2 separate regions of the Canis lupus genome follow, and region 2 is linked to region 1. Evidence: chromatin contacts called from public Hi-C data. All regions are on one chromosome and are shown on one strand. The core of a region is the stretch at or near the end of the contact, and the rest is flanking DNA. Distances in the headings are between cores, read along the strand shown.

Region 1 (5,608 bases), core at 439-2,938:
ATGCCACCGCAACACCTTTAAAAAGCCCAAGACAATATTCATAAAATTAAAAAAAATATATATATATATGAAAGCCTCAAGGTTCAACCTCTGAACAGGGTTTTTGTTAGGGTGTTAAATAAAATAAACAGCTGTGAGCTTCCACATATAACCGAGGCACTCCGAGGCAGCTCCGCAGATCTCCCGGTGGAGGGAAGGCCACTGTTGCACAAGCAGTTTTCTCGGTGATTCCAAGTCACCCAGTAAGAAAATGTGAAAAAGGGTCTCTAGGTCTTGTCACCTACTACCGTCGCTTGAAAAAAAAAAAAAAAAATCGCTTTTTTTTTTTTTTTTAAATGCAGCGCTCTGCGTGGTGGTGTTGCTTTTGGCCTGTTAAAGGCAGGGCAACATTATCTCCGGATTGCCAATAGTTTCTCCTTATTTGGCTAACATTGAGAGATCCCAATCGGACTACTATAAAACTTTAACGTGCACAAAGCATCCATTTTGAGCAAAGTTTGTGAACGGCTTTTTTCCTCCCCATCCCCCAAAGGTAAATCCTGGTGCCCGGCTCTGAAAAGCGTGCCCCGCGCGCCTCTCCCCGCGTCTCTAAGCTTTGAGCAGTGCACACGCCGAGCCGCGGGGCTGCAGGACCTCCGGCGCGCTCCCGGGCGGGGCGGGGCGGGGCGGGGCGGGGGGAGGGAGGGGGAGGGGGAAGGGGGCAAGCCCTGCCGGACGCCCCCTTACCTTACCCACCTGCGCCCCCTCCCCTTCGCCCGCCGGCTCGCTACACCCCATCTCCCCCTCCCCAGGGACCAGGAGGAATAAAGAAGCCAACAGGAAGCCGTCCGCTGCTGCGGCGCTCGGCTCCGGGCTCTCGATGACTCCTAGTATCATCATCGTTGGTCATCGAGTCCCCCCCAAAAAGACGACAGCAAACCCCATGCCGACCCTCTGAGCCGGGGCCGCCCATCCGCTCGAGGGTCCCTAAGCGCCCCTTGCGGGTCCCTAGCGCCCCTTCTGGGTCTCTAAGCGCCCCTTGCGGGGTCCCTAGCGCCCCTTCTGGGTCTCTAAGCGCCCCTTGCGGGTCCCTAAGCGCCCCTTGCGGGTCCCTAAGGGCCCTTCTGGGTCTCTAGGCGCCCCTTGCGGGGTCCCTAGGCGCCCCTTGCGGGTCGCTGCCTTGAGCATCCCCCGTCGTCCGAGCGCAGCACGGACACCCCCCGGAGACAAGCCCAGGACACTCCTCTCCGTCTCGACCCCAAACCCCAAACCCCAGCCGCACGTCCACAAACGGTCCTGGGCGCCCCCGCGCCGCCCCCGGCCCCGGAAATCACCCGGCGGCTCGCCCCCCCCCGCCCTCGCGGGAAGCCGCCCCCTCACCCCGCAGCAGGGAGGCTCCCGCCGCCGCCCCCCACCCCCGCGCCCCGGAGGGCGGCGGGAGGCCGGCGAGAGCCCGCGGGGCCGCGCACGGACCTGGTGCAGGGCGGTGAGCCCGTCCACATTGGCGTAATTGATGTCGGCGCCGCGGTGCAGCAGCTTGAGGACCTCGTCCGTGTCGCCGCTGGAGCAAGCGGCCAGGAAGACGGCGCCATCGTCGAACTTCACCTTGGTCTTCTGGCGCTTCACCACGGGAGGCTCCAGGTCCGTCTCGGAGCCGATCCAGCGCTTCAGCTGCTCGTTCCGCTTCTGCTTCGCGTCCGCCATCTTCATCCCCTCTCCTGCCGCCGGGTCTTCTTATCGCGAGGGGGGCGGGGGGGGAAGGGGGAGGCGGCGAGGGACGCGCGGGCCGGCGGGGGGGGGGGTGTGACTGCTTCGAGGCGAGCGGGCCCGGGGAGGGCTGGGAGCCGGGAGGAGACGCTCGAGACTTCCAGTATCCCACAGAGCACTGGGGCGGCGCGCCCGGCCGAGCGGACCTCCCTTCCGACCGCAGGAGCCCTCCCGCCTCCCCCCTCCTCCGCTCCTCCTCGCCCCTCCCACCCCTGCTCCGGCTCCCCGCCCCCCGCCCCCCGCTGCCCGTCACCGGCGGACGATCGAACGTAACTTCGCGAGATCCGGGCAGGGAGGCGCCCAGCGGCCCGTGCGCATGCGCGCGAGGCCCCGGAGCCCCGCCCCCGGAAGAGCGCTCCCGCGAGCCGCGGCGAGGGCGGCCGGGCCACCGGAGGGAAGCGGGTGTGGTCCCGGCCGCCGCGCTGGGGGGAGGGGGGCGGGGACCGACCTGGAAGGGCGGAGACGGGTCGGGAAGGTTGTCCCCGCCTGGCACGGGCTCGGCGGGGAGGACCCTCCTGCTGGCTGCGCGGCCCGGCGGGGATGGAGGCGAGGACGTGAGCTAGGCGCCGGCGGTCTCTCTTGCGGAGGTGTCTCTCCCGGGTGCCCGCCCGGCCCCCGGGGTGACCCGCGGTGACCCGGCGGTGGCGTCCTGCCAACCTCCGCTGCACACACGGCTCTCTCCTCTCTGGCTTGTTTGCTGTTGCCCTGTTGTGTCTTTTGGTTTTTTTGTAGTTGTTGTTTGCTTTTGTTTTTGTTTTTTTTTTCTTAACTCTCCCGAGCCCTCTTACCCTTCCCGCCTTGCTCAGCCTTGTTCCTCGTCCTAACCTTTTAAGGGATTTCTGGTTCCAGCTCCGTCGCTTTCTAAGGATGGGTAAAGCCCCAGCTGCTTCTGGGGCTTCAAAGGAACGTTAATACTACGCAAACCAACTCGATTGGGGTTTCTTGATTATTTACCCTGAGCCAGTCATTGTTTTAGGCATTGGCGACCCCTTGACTGTAATGACCTATTTAAGCCACCTTCTGAGGTCACATGTTTTAAAAAAGTTTGCAATTCATTATCATCTTTAAAAACAGGGTTATTTAATTTTATTATTTTTTTAATCTTTGTCTTGACAACCACACACACGACTTGCAAGAAATACCTGAAGCATTTCAAGCCATCTAGCTGAGGTCTTCACCAATTGCTGTTTTTCTAGACGCTTCCCCTGTTTTCAGACACTGCATGTTTTTAGAACATGTAGAGCCAAAGTAAGAGATTTGGGTTTAAATTTTTACCGTCAAATGGAGCTTTAGGGATTTATCTAGACCGAGTGCCGGAAACTGGTTTTATTCGGGAGCAGGACTAGGGTGCCTTCAGCAAACATTTTGCACCTGTGCTGCTGGGTCAGGGATCGTTCTAGATCCTGGGGATGCAGCTTTCCTTATCCACCAGTCGACTACCCTGCAGCCTGGCGTATTGAGAAATGAAATGATTGAGTAAAATGCATGTAGGAAGTCACTTGCCTGTAAGACTGAATTTTCTGAACTGCAATTATTACTAGGATCGTAGCAGAACCCAAATGAGGGTAAAACTATTACCCCTGGAAGTACTGTAGAAATAGAAAGTGAGTGTAATGTGTATATAATGCACCAAAGGCAATATCAGGCCTTTGAATAATGATAGTGTTAGGTGCTGAAGAACTGTTAGTGCTGAAATACAAAATTTCTATTCATTGAAGAACTCCAGAGTACAGCTCTTCCTCTGTCTACCTAGAAAAGCTGAAAATAAAATAGTTAAGAACTCTTGGGATCTACATGCCCCTTTGCTTAATTGATAGCTCACTGCTTTGCCATAATTAACTTACCCTGTTTCCCAAAAAATGTTATGGTCTATTTGGTGGCCCTTAAAAGTGTTCTGGAATACGGTTGGTATCTCAAGTTTTCATTTGGACAAGAGTTTGATGGAAAGTTTGCTATTTCTGATTCAAGTACTTCAAAATGTAGAATTAATAAGTAAAGCAAGTGAAAGTTTATTAATAAAACATAAATAGCTAAGTATCAGTTACCAAAGGCTACCAGTCAACAAAACAAACACAGCAAAAACCCACCTGGGCTGTTAATGTTTCCTTCTCTGGCTCTGAGGATCAGTAACTCCATATTCATCTCATTTGGAGGTACTCTTAAACTGGCACCTGCTTTGCTTTCGGAAGGAAGATTTTTTTAAATGTTATTATTGAATGAATACTGAAGACCTATGGTTAATTCCAGAAGAGACAAAACTTCTTAATTAAAAAACAACACAAAGCTAATCACTTCATAAAACTTTAGTAACTGAGTGAACCTCAAACTTTAAGCAGAAGAAATGAAAATACAAAATAAAAATTGAACTATATTAATTTGCTAAATGGTTTTTGCTGCAGCAAGTCGTTTATCATATTGGGGGTCTTAATTACATGCAGGAAGTTGTCAAAAAGGAATTTTTTTTAAGATTTTATTTTTAAGTAATCTCTGTATCCACATAGGGCTGGAATTCACAACCCCAAGACCAAGAGTCACATGTTCAACCACCTGAGCCAGGTAGGTGTCCCCTAGAATATGCATCCTTTAAAAAACCTAATTCCACTTCAGATATCCCCAACTATCTGTTACTTGTGATCAATTTGAAGAATTTTTTTTAAAAGATTTTATTCATCCATTCACGGCAGACAGAGAAAGAGAGAATGGCAGAAACACAGGCAGAGGGAGAAGCAGGCTCCATGAGGGAGCCCGACGTGGGACTCGATCCCAGGACTCCAGGATCACGCCCTGGGCCAAAGGCAGCGCTAAACCGCTGAGCCACCCAGGCTGGCCAAGAATTTTTAATTAAATCATTATTTTAAATGCTTACATACAAGAAGCATAAGTATTTTTCTATGCTCTCTCTCCCATGTATCATTACCTAAAGAGTCCAGCAATAACATACTACACTTGCATTCAGGTTTATTATTAGAAAAACAACTAGAGAATATAACAACATAGACACAAAAGCTTGTGTGTGTATGGCCTTAACTTAGTACCAACGTACACAATGTGGAGACTTGTTTTACTTATGAATTATTCTAAACTTAAAAATATATTTGATTATATTGTAATATGTGAACACAGAACGGGAAAAGAAAAATTTTAAAGTCAACCCAAGCAAAAAATAAAAATCTCAGAATTAGCCTTTTGTTCACTAAAAGACTGGTTAATTGCCAGATTGTAAAAACTTTCTTACACATAAAAAGAAGTTAATCTTTAGTAAAGAAGATAGTTAAGGGGTGTTGGGTGGTTCAGTTGGTTAGGTACCTGCCTCTTGGTTTGGGCAGGTCATGATTTTAGGAGATCAAGCCCCATGTTGGGCTGCGCACTCAATGAGGAATCTGCTTGAAGCTTCTTTCCCTCTGCCCTCCTGCTCTGGGTGTGTGCTTTCTCTCTCTCTCTCTGTCTCTCTCTCAACATAAATAAATCTTAAAATAGTTAAGAACTCTCGGGATCTACATGTTTCTTGGCTTAATTGATGGCTCACTGCTTTGCCAGCCTTTACAATCTTTATAATAGTGAAGATATATATGACTAATACAATGTAGCATACCAAATATTCTATGAATCAACTTTCTGTTCAGTGAATCTTTTTCCCTATTAACTTTTAATACACAATTGGAAATGCATTTTGGTACAAAGTGTGTGTAAGATATCGATATATACTTTTAAGTCATACCTTTAAGTTCTCATCCCTAATTCAAACCTGAAATGCCAATTTACATTTATACAGTTAAGAATAGAATAGTCAGGAAGGCAGTTTGGTCATATCTCCTGTACTCTACATCTGGGCTAGCCTCTCTTCCATTGTATAATAATTTCT
Region 2 (6,514 bases), core at 967-3,466, 190 kb after region 1:
GAAGCCACAGGTAAGTTGAGTTATATAAAGCCAAGAGGACATAGACACATAGGCTATAAAGTCCAAAGCTATATCTGCCAGTGGGCCATATATTCAAGTGAATAAAACAAGAACAGTGGAGTATATATTTTGAGCTATTTTTTCGTTTTAAGATAGTCCTTGAGGTCACGCCTTTCCACGTATTTGCACCCAACCCCTCTTGTGTTTTGGCAACATAATAATGTTAACTTGGCCTACAACATAATAATGTTAACTCAGCCTAAAATGTTTTCAAAAAGATCTTTCCTCCTGTCTTTCCAGCTCCGGTTAAACTTTCTAACATATGCCCAACTCTCAGATAGAAAACTCTGGGCTTTTCCTTGTTCCTTTCTCCCAATATCTACTCCACTGAAGACATTTTTTCCTCCTTTGCATTCCCTCTCCCATCAGGTCTCACCTTTCCATTCCTGCCACCACATCTCTGGTTTAGACCTTTGTCCCTCCTGGATATTCTTTGTATTATTTTCCCATCTATTTTTCTGCCTGCCTTTTGGTCTCATCCTATTCAGTCTCCTCAGAACATCCCTATCAGATGTATCTTCCCCAAACAGAGCTCTAATCATATTACTCACTTGATGAAAATTTTTGAGGGCTCCCCACTACATTCTAAATCAAGGTTAAATGCCTAATATTTAAGGGACTCTCACAATCTAAACCCATTCTTTTTTTTTTTTTAATTTTTGTTTATTTATGATAGTCACATACAGAGAGAGAGAGAGAGAGGCAGAGACACAGGCAGAGGGAGAAGCAGGCTCCATGCACCAGGAGCCCGACGTGAGATTCAATCCCGGGTCTCCAGGATCGCGCCCTGGGCCAAAGGCAGGCGCCAAACCGCTGCACCACCCAGGGATCCCTAAACCCATTCTTTATTTCCAAATTTATCCTCCACCATTTCCCAACTCATAGCTATTCTGCTACCCCAGCGCTTTCTTCTTTCCTGATTCCTGCATATTTAAATTCTCGCATGTCTTATTCATCTCTATATTCCACACACCACCATGTGCAGTGCCACGCTGAAGGTAAAGAGTTCAGTTAAGATCTGAAGTTTTGCTTCCTGTGAATTCAAAACCCATGAAGTGCTGCCCTCTTTTGGTTTAAGTAGCCCAGAGTCCAAACCACCAAATAAGGAAGGATGCTGAATGACTCATCTTTTCCTTTTGGTTAGAACCCTCGTGGAAACAAACAGGCTGGATGAAATAATTCCATCCTCTTTTCTCATTTCATGTAGCTTCAAAGATTGTTTGGGGAGATAGAAAGAAGATAAAATTCTGTATTGAAAACTTGGAACTCCTCTGATTCAAATCATATATTACGCGTATGCTCAGAGCTGAAGTAAAGCCAATAGTTACTTTGAATGCTTCCAGAGCTCCAAAAATCTCCAGATCTCAACACGGACTTTTATGTAAAATTTAGGGGATGGACAAAGGACAAGCATTCCCTAAAAGCCCTGTAAGGTTAAAGATAGCTCCTTGATTTAAGGGATACTGAGGCAAGAGCCAAGATCATTTTTTCACACTGATAACTTGGTATTTGGTCATGCAGGAAATAATGGAGCCTGGCCTAGGAGGTAAAGTGTGGTTGTGTAGACCTTGCTGGGTGCCAGTTAGTGACCCTGTCTGAGCCAGTCTTGAAGATCCAGCAGAAACTGAGAGGAATGATGACTTGGAGCCCAGGAAGGGTAATGGTCACATTTTAAAGCAAAGATGACAGGATGAGAGATGCACAGGAAAAAGATCCCAAGAGACTGAGGTTTCTTGGTTATGAAACGAATGTCTGGGATTGTTAATTTTAGAGCTTCATAACCATGCCATTGTTAGGAATCACGTTGAACCCCACTAGGTATAAAGACAATGAATAGTAAATAGGCACACACACTATAAATAACAGGAAAGCTCAATTAAGGCCGACTGTGAGCTTTATCTCAAATGTCAATGAAACCAAACTTCCTTGGCTCTGAAAGGGAAAGGCATTCTAAAACCGAAACTCAGCGGGCGACAGGATGCTCCACAGCTCTTGCAGGAGCACGGAAAGGTTTGTGGGCTGGTGTCAGATGCCATCTTGGCACCATCTTTGATTAGGAGCTAATGTTAGCAGAAAGGTCAGGTGCCAATCATGACCAGAGTTGTCCTCTACTATCTTGAGAAGGTCACCGGATTGCTGCCCCTTCTTTTTTGAAACCCGATCTGAGGACCACAAACAGCCACAATGAGTTGGATCAGCGCCACATGCTCTAAATTGGGCTGACAAGGCTGACTCAGTGCCAGGAGCTGACACAGGATGCAGCTTGAAATATTCAGATGAGGAGAGGGTTGAGTTTTCCTTTTTAATTTTCAGGAATGCCATTTGAGGAGATAGGATTGTACATGAACATCAAAGAGTGAATTAAATGAGGTTTGTCCTGCATTTGGGTAGAGGAGCTCCATACAAGGCTGTGTTAAATTGTTCCTTTTCAGTGTGGTGGGTTGTCTCTTTAACTTTCTAAAATTTAAAGGTCCATAAGAAACAATGGAAAATCCCTCGTGTGAGTAAAGATATGTACACATCCATAAATAGGGGTTCTTTCATTTGTGTGTGAATTTGCAAGCAGCACCTCACTGGAGCTGAACTTTTGCTGTATAAATAAAACCATCTGGTGTATCCGAAGAATTTCAGTCTCTAGAGAATAGGATCATAAACAATCGATCCTCCACAGACATTTCAGTATTTTAGTTTGAGTGAAGCTTTCCCACAGCATTGCTTTGATTATTTTATGTGTTTAATCTTCTAAGGGTTTTATAACTTGGTCTCTCTAACCTAATGTCTTTACGTGAGTTACAAGGTCTACTCCACCACTTCTGGCATCCTTTAAGTTACTTTGATGAATGGATCACAAATAGATACCCAGATGAAGAGAGAGTTTTGAAGAAGGAAGTACTGTATATTATTCCATTTTTCTGATGGGAAAATGAGCGATAGAGTGATAAGTTCAAAGTCCCACGTCCCACAACTATTAACTGCTAAACATGAACCAGATTTTGTGAATCCCAGTTGAATAATCTTTTTACCCAACACTGTCTTTAACTTAATGTTTATTTTCTTTGAAGCACGCTTCTTAGTAAAACAAAGAATATCCAATCTTTGACCAATTGACGAAACAAGACCCAGCAGCTGGGAAATTGGTTAAGTCTCATAAGAATGCAACTGGCTTTCTTCAGCTTTTCCTTTTCTTTAACATCTCTTGCCTCCTTTAACAAAACTTATTTAGTGCTAATTCATTTCTTGGAAGAAGCAAATTTCTAGGCGACTTCTGAAACTGACATATGTTTGCATGGAAGACGAAAAGGGATTGATCACAAAAGTCGTGCCATAGAACATAGAACATTGGCCAGGGTGTGTCCATCCACAAAACTGCATTAGAATCACTTGAGGGAGCTTAAAAATGAAGTAGTGATGCCTGGGTCCCACATCCAGAGATTAGCATCTCATTGTCTGGGTGGGGCTCTCTAAGATCATACAAAATGTATAGGCTGGGTTTAAGAATCACCATATGATGCACCTGAACCACATTATTCCATGGGGAAAGTGAGCCTATGGGGAAAGTGACCCTTGGATTCTCATCTTTCTCCTAGCAGTGGCCTTTTGTAATGGGAAGACTCACCCAGAACTGTTTTCTACTTTTTCCTGAGGCTTAAGTGGACCACTAGTGTAGCTTAGGTGATGGGAAGTAGGGGACATAGGTTGGCAGGGTCTCCTGATTTGGCTCCTGCCAGAGCTGGCCATAGCTCCCCTGGCGCCATTTTATATAGCAGGCTGAAATATCATAGATTCTCCATTTTTAATTCAGATATATGACAGTGCTGTTGTTTCTATGATTTATTTTTTGCACATAATGACATTATTAGCAAGTATCTTCCCTGCAGTTTTATTGGGACATGACTCGTTAGGCCGCTCTACACATGCACTGATATTTGCTGAACTCTTTGAGAATAGGATGTGCCCCACATCTCAAATGGCCCACATCTAGTAAAATACATACTTCAACTAGGACAATTTTTTTTTTTCAACTAAGACAATTTTTAAATAATTTAATGCATAGGAGGAAAAATACGAAATACAAAGAAGCATAAAAACTAATTAAAGCCAACGTCTACTCTTTCTTTTGGGCTCAAGGTATCCCTGGCATCAAATCCATGCTTGTAGTTTGGGAAGAATCTAGTCATGAGTTAAAGTTGCCAAAACCAGGGGCAAAGTGAACCCTTACAGCTCCGTTTGAGATTTAATGCGAGTTTTGTTTAGTGGTAGTATTCTTAGTGGTCCCTTTTTAAAAATAGTTCTTCCTTTACTTTGTAGTTCATGCTTTTCCCAGGAGGAGCCTTGGTAAGGCTGCAGCAAACAAAGGAGGCCATCTCCCTAGCAGGGCTGCTTCTCAGATGAGGCTGGCTTCCCATGAGCTTTCCATGAGCTTTAGCTAGTGGGCTGGGAGGAGTCTGGGTGGTTCCATCTGTAGGCCTGAGTCCTCTGTCTCCCCTCCAGAATGGGTCCATCCGGGCTCCTAAGACACCCCTTAAGTCTGTTTTACTTTGTGGCTTTAAAATGATTGGATATTGCCCAGATACCCTTTTGAAACAAGGGAAGCACTAAGTGAATTTTTAAAAACCATTTAATGTGTCTCTTAACATATTCAAAGTTACTCTCAAGAACCGAATATTGTTAACAATTTATTAAGTTTTATTTATCTATTTTTTTATACTTGGCTAGTTGAGTTTAAATTTAAAAAAAAACAATTTACAAAGTTTCATTTAGTGTGTTGTTTCTTCTTCAAAATAAGAATGCCATGTCCAAACAGTTGTCTTTTTCCTGAGACAAGATATGAAGACTTTATTGACAACTGGTTTCATAAAGGCTTTGGTGTTAGTTTTATAAGGATTACACTGTAATAGAAAGAGTGGTGGCTTGGGGTCAGCCAGTGTGAATGAGTCCTGGTCCCACCTCTGCTACTCACTAGCTCCGTGACAATGAGCAAATTATCATGAACTCTGTTTACAAGGCAAGAGAGGGCATAGAGAGCGTTTATAGCAACTTTATTTTTATTTTTTTTATTTTTATTTATTTTTTATTTTTTGCAACTTTAAATATTAAGATTTACAGTTCAATGAAGGAATTCTGAAAGGAAATTTCACCCAGGTTTGCTCTCAAGAAACCCATCTCTCTGTGCAAATCATTACATTCCCCATGACTTAGAAGGGCCACCATTTATTCTCAAGAATATGTAGCAAATTGTGAAAGAAGTATCGAGACTAATACTCCGCCACTCCTGTTCTTTCCTTCTATGGAAAGAATCTGCTTCCCTGGCCTATGTATCTTGGACGTTCTGATGCATTATTTGGTCTCTCGTGGGTGCCCTCAGGACATATGGTAAACTTTTTGATGAGACCAATATGGCAAGTCAGACCCCAGAGCAAAATTTTCTCGGTGATTGTTTCCGTTCTCACAGAACTTGGTGTGCAGTTGGTATTTTTTGTTTTGTTTTGTTTTGTTTTTAACCTCCAGCACTATCGCTTCAGTAACGTGAGGGCCCACTCTGCTTGTCAAGCTATGGTTGGCTACACTGTCCTCACTGAGATGGCCGCAGTCCAAGATAAGCCAGGCACTCCCCACTCCTCCGCCCCAGAATTCTCTCCCAGATTCTTATTTCTAGTCCGTTCTTCTTTGCTTCACCAGATGACCTTACTTTCTCACAGAGTTTTATGGGAAAATAGAGGCTATGGGTGTGCTCCTCTTAAAAGTGAATATCCACACTGGAAACCTTGCTTTCACTAAAATAAGGTCCTGGGTTTCACATGAAAAGGAAGTTTCACATAAAAAGGAAGATTTTTTTGTGAAGCATTACCAACTGAATCTCTTGTTACTAAACATAAAAATAGCATGTTCTCTTAACAGGCAGGCCTTTTTGAAGGAAATGCTGTGTAATTCTGAGTGAAAAAGGTATATTTTTGTCTAATGTATTATTTTAAATTGGGGGGGCTATCTGTCAAGTGAAAAAGAAAAGCTTCTGATAACTGATGAAAATTATTAAAAAACTAGTGAGTGGTTGTGAGGAATCATAGTAATTTTTTTTTTAACCATGAAACTCCCAAAAAGTAAGCACAGTGAATTCTTAGTATGTCTCCGGATATTTTGTGAATAAAAAAGAAAGTTGTTACTACAACAACCAGTTGAAATTGGGAGATAAGGGATACATTCTTTACTGATACACAAGTATGGGTTTATTTCAGATGTTTTTTTTAAAACATGCTAGTTGATTTTTAGAAAATTGTTGGTAGAATTATCATAGCAAGATTTAGAGGATTAGACATCTATCTGTAAAGGACCCTCCAATTCCCTTAATCTTGAAAACACACAATGTCCTCTAGATGGAGCACCAAGCCTTTTCTTTGTTAAGATAAATAAGTCATTTTCGTGAAAGGAACTTCAGAACTTCATTTTAAACAGAAAA

Evidence for each region. A called contact is a pair of places that touch in the nucleus more often than the background predicts.
Region 2: a Hi-C map of amygdala shows a contact between it and region 1, with 6 times the contacts expected there. The contact joins the enhancer-like site here to the promoter of PPP1R12A in region 1. A contact is called at or near these places in 2 of 9 Hi-C or Micro-C datasets (amygdala and skin fibroblasts).

Annotation. Positions count from the first base shown.
Region 1 is chr15:22,649,415-22,655,022 of UU_Cfam_GSD_1.0, forward strand. It overlaps PPP1R12A (protein phosphatase 1 regulatory subunit 12A), which reads right to left and starts at 1,689. Exons shown (of 26, transcript XM_038558529.1): 1 at 1,453-1,689. The coding sequence starts at 1,689. It overlaps LOC111098888 (a long non-coding RNA gene), which reads left to right and starts at 2,169. Exons shown (of 8, transcript XR_005370399.1): 1 at 2,169-4,302.
Region 2 is chr15:22,839,710-22,846,223 of UU_Cfam_GSD_1.0, forward strand. No RefSeq gene overlaps it. Among named protein-coding and RNA genes, the nearest start is that of OTOGL, 18 kb to the right of the region's middle. Within about 2 kb of position 2,217, at least 5 of the 20 cell types and tissues checked have an H3K27ac peak or open chromatin away from gene starts, as enhancers often do.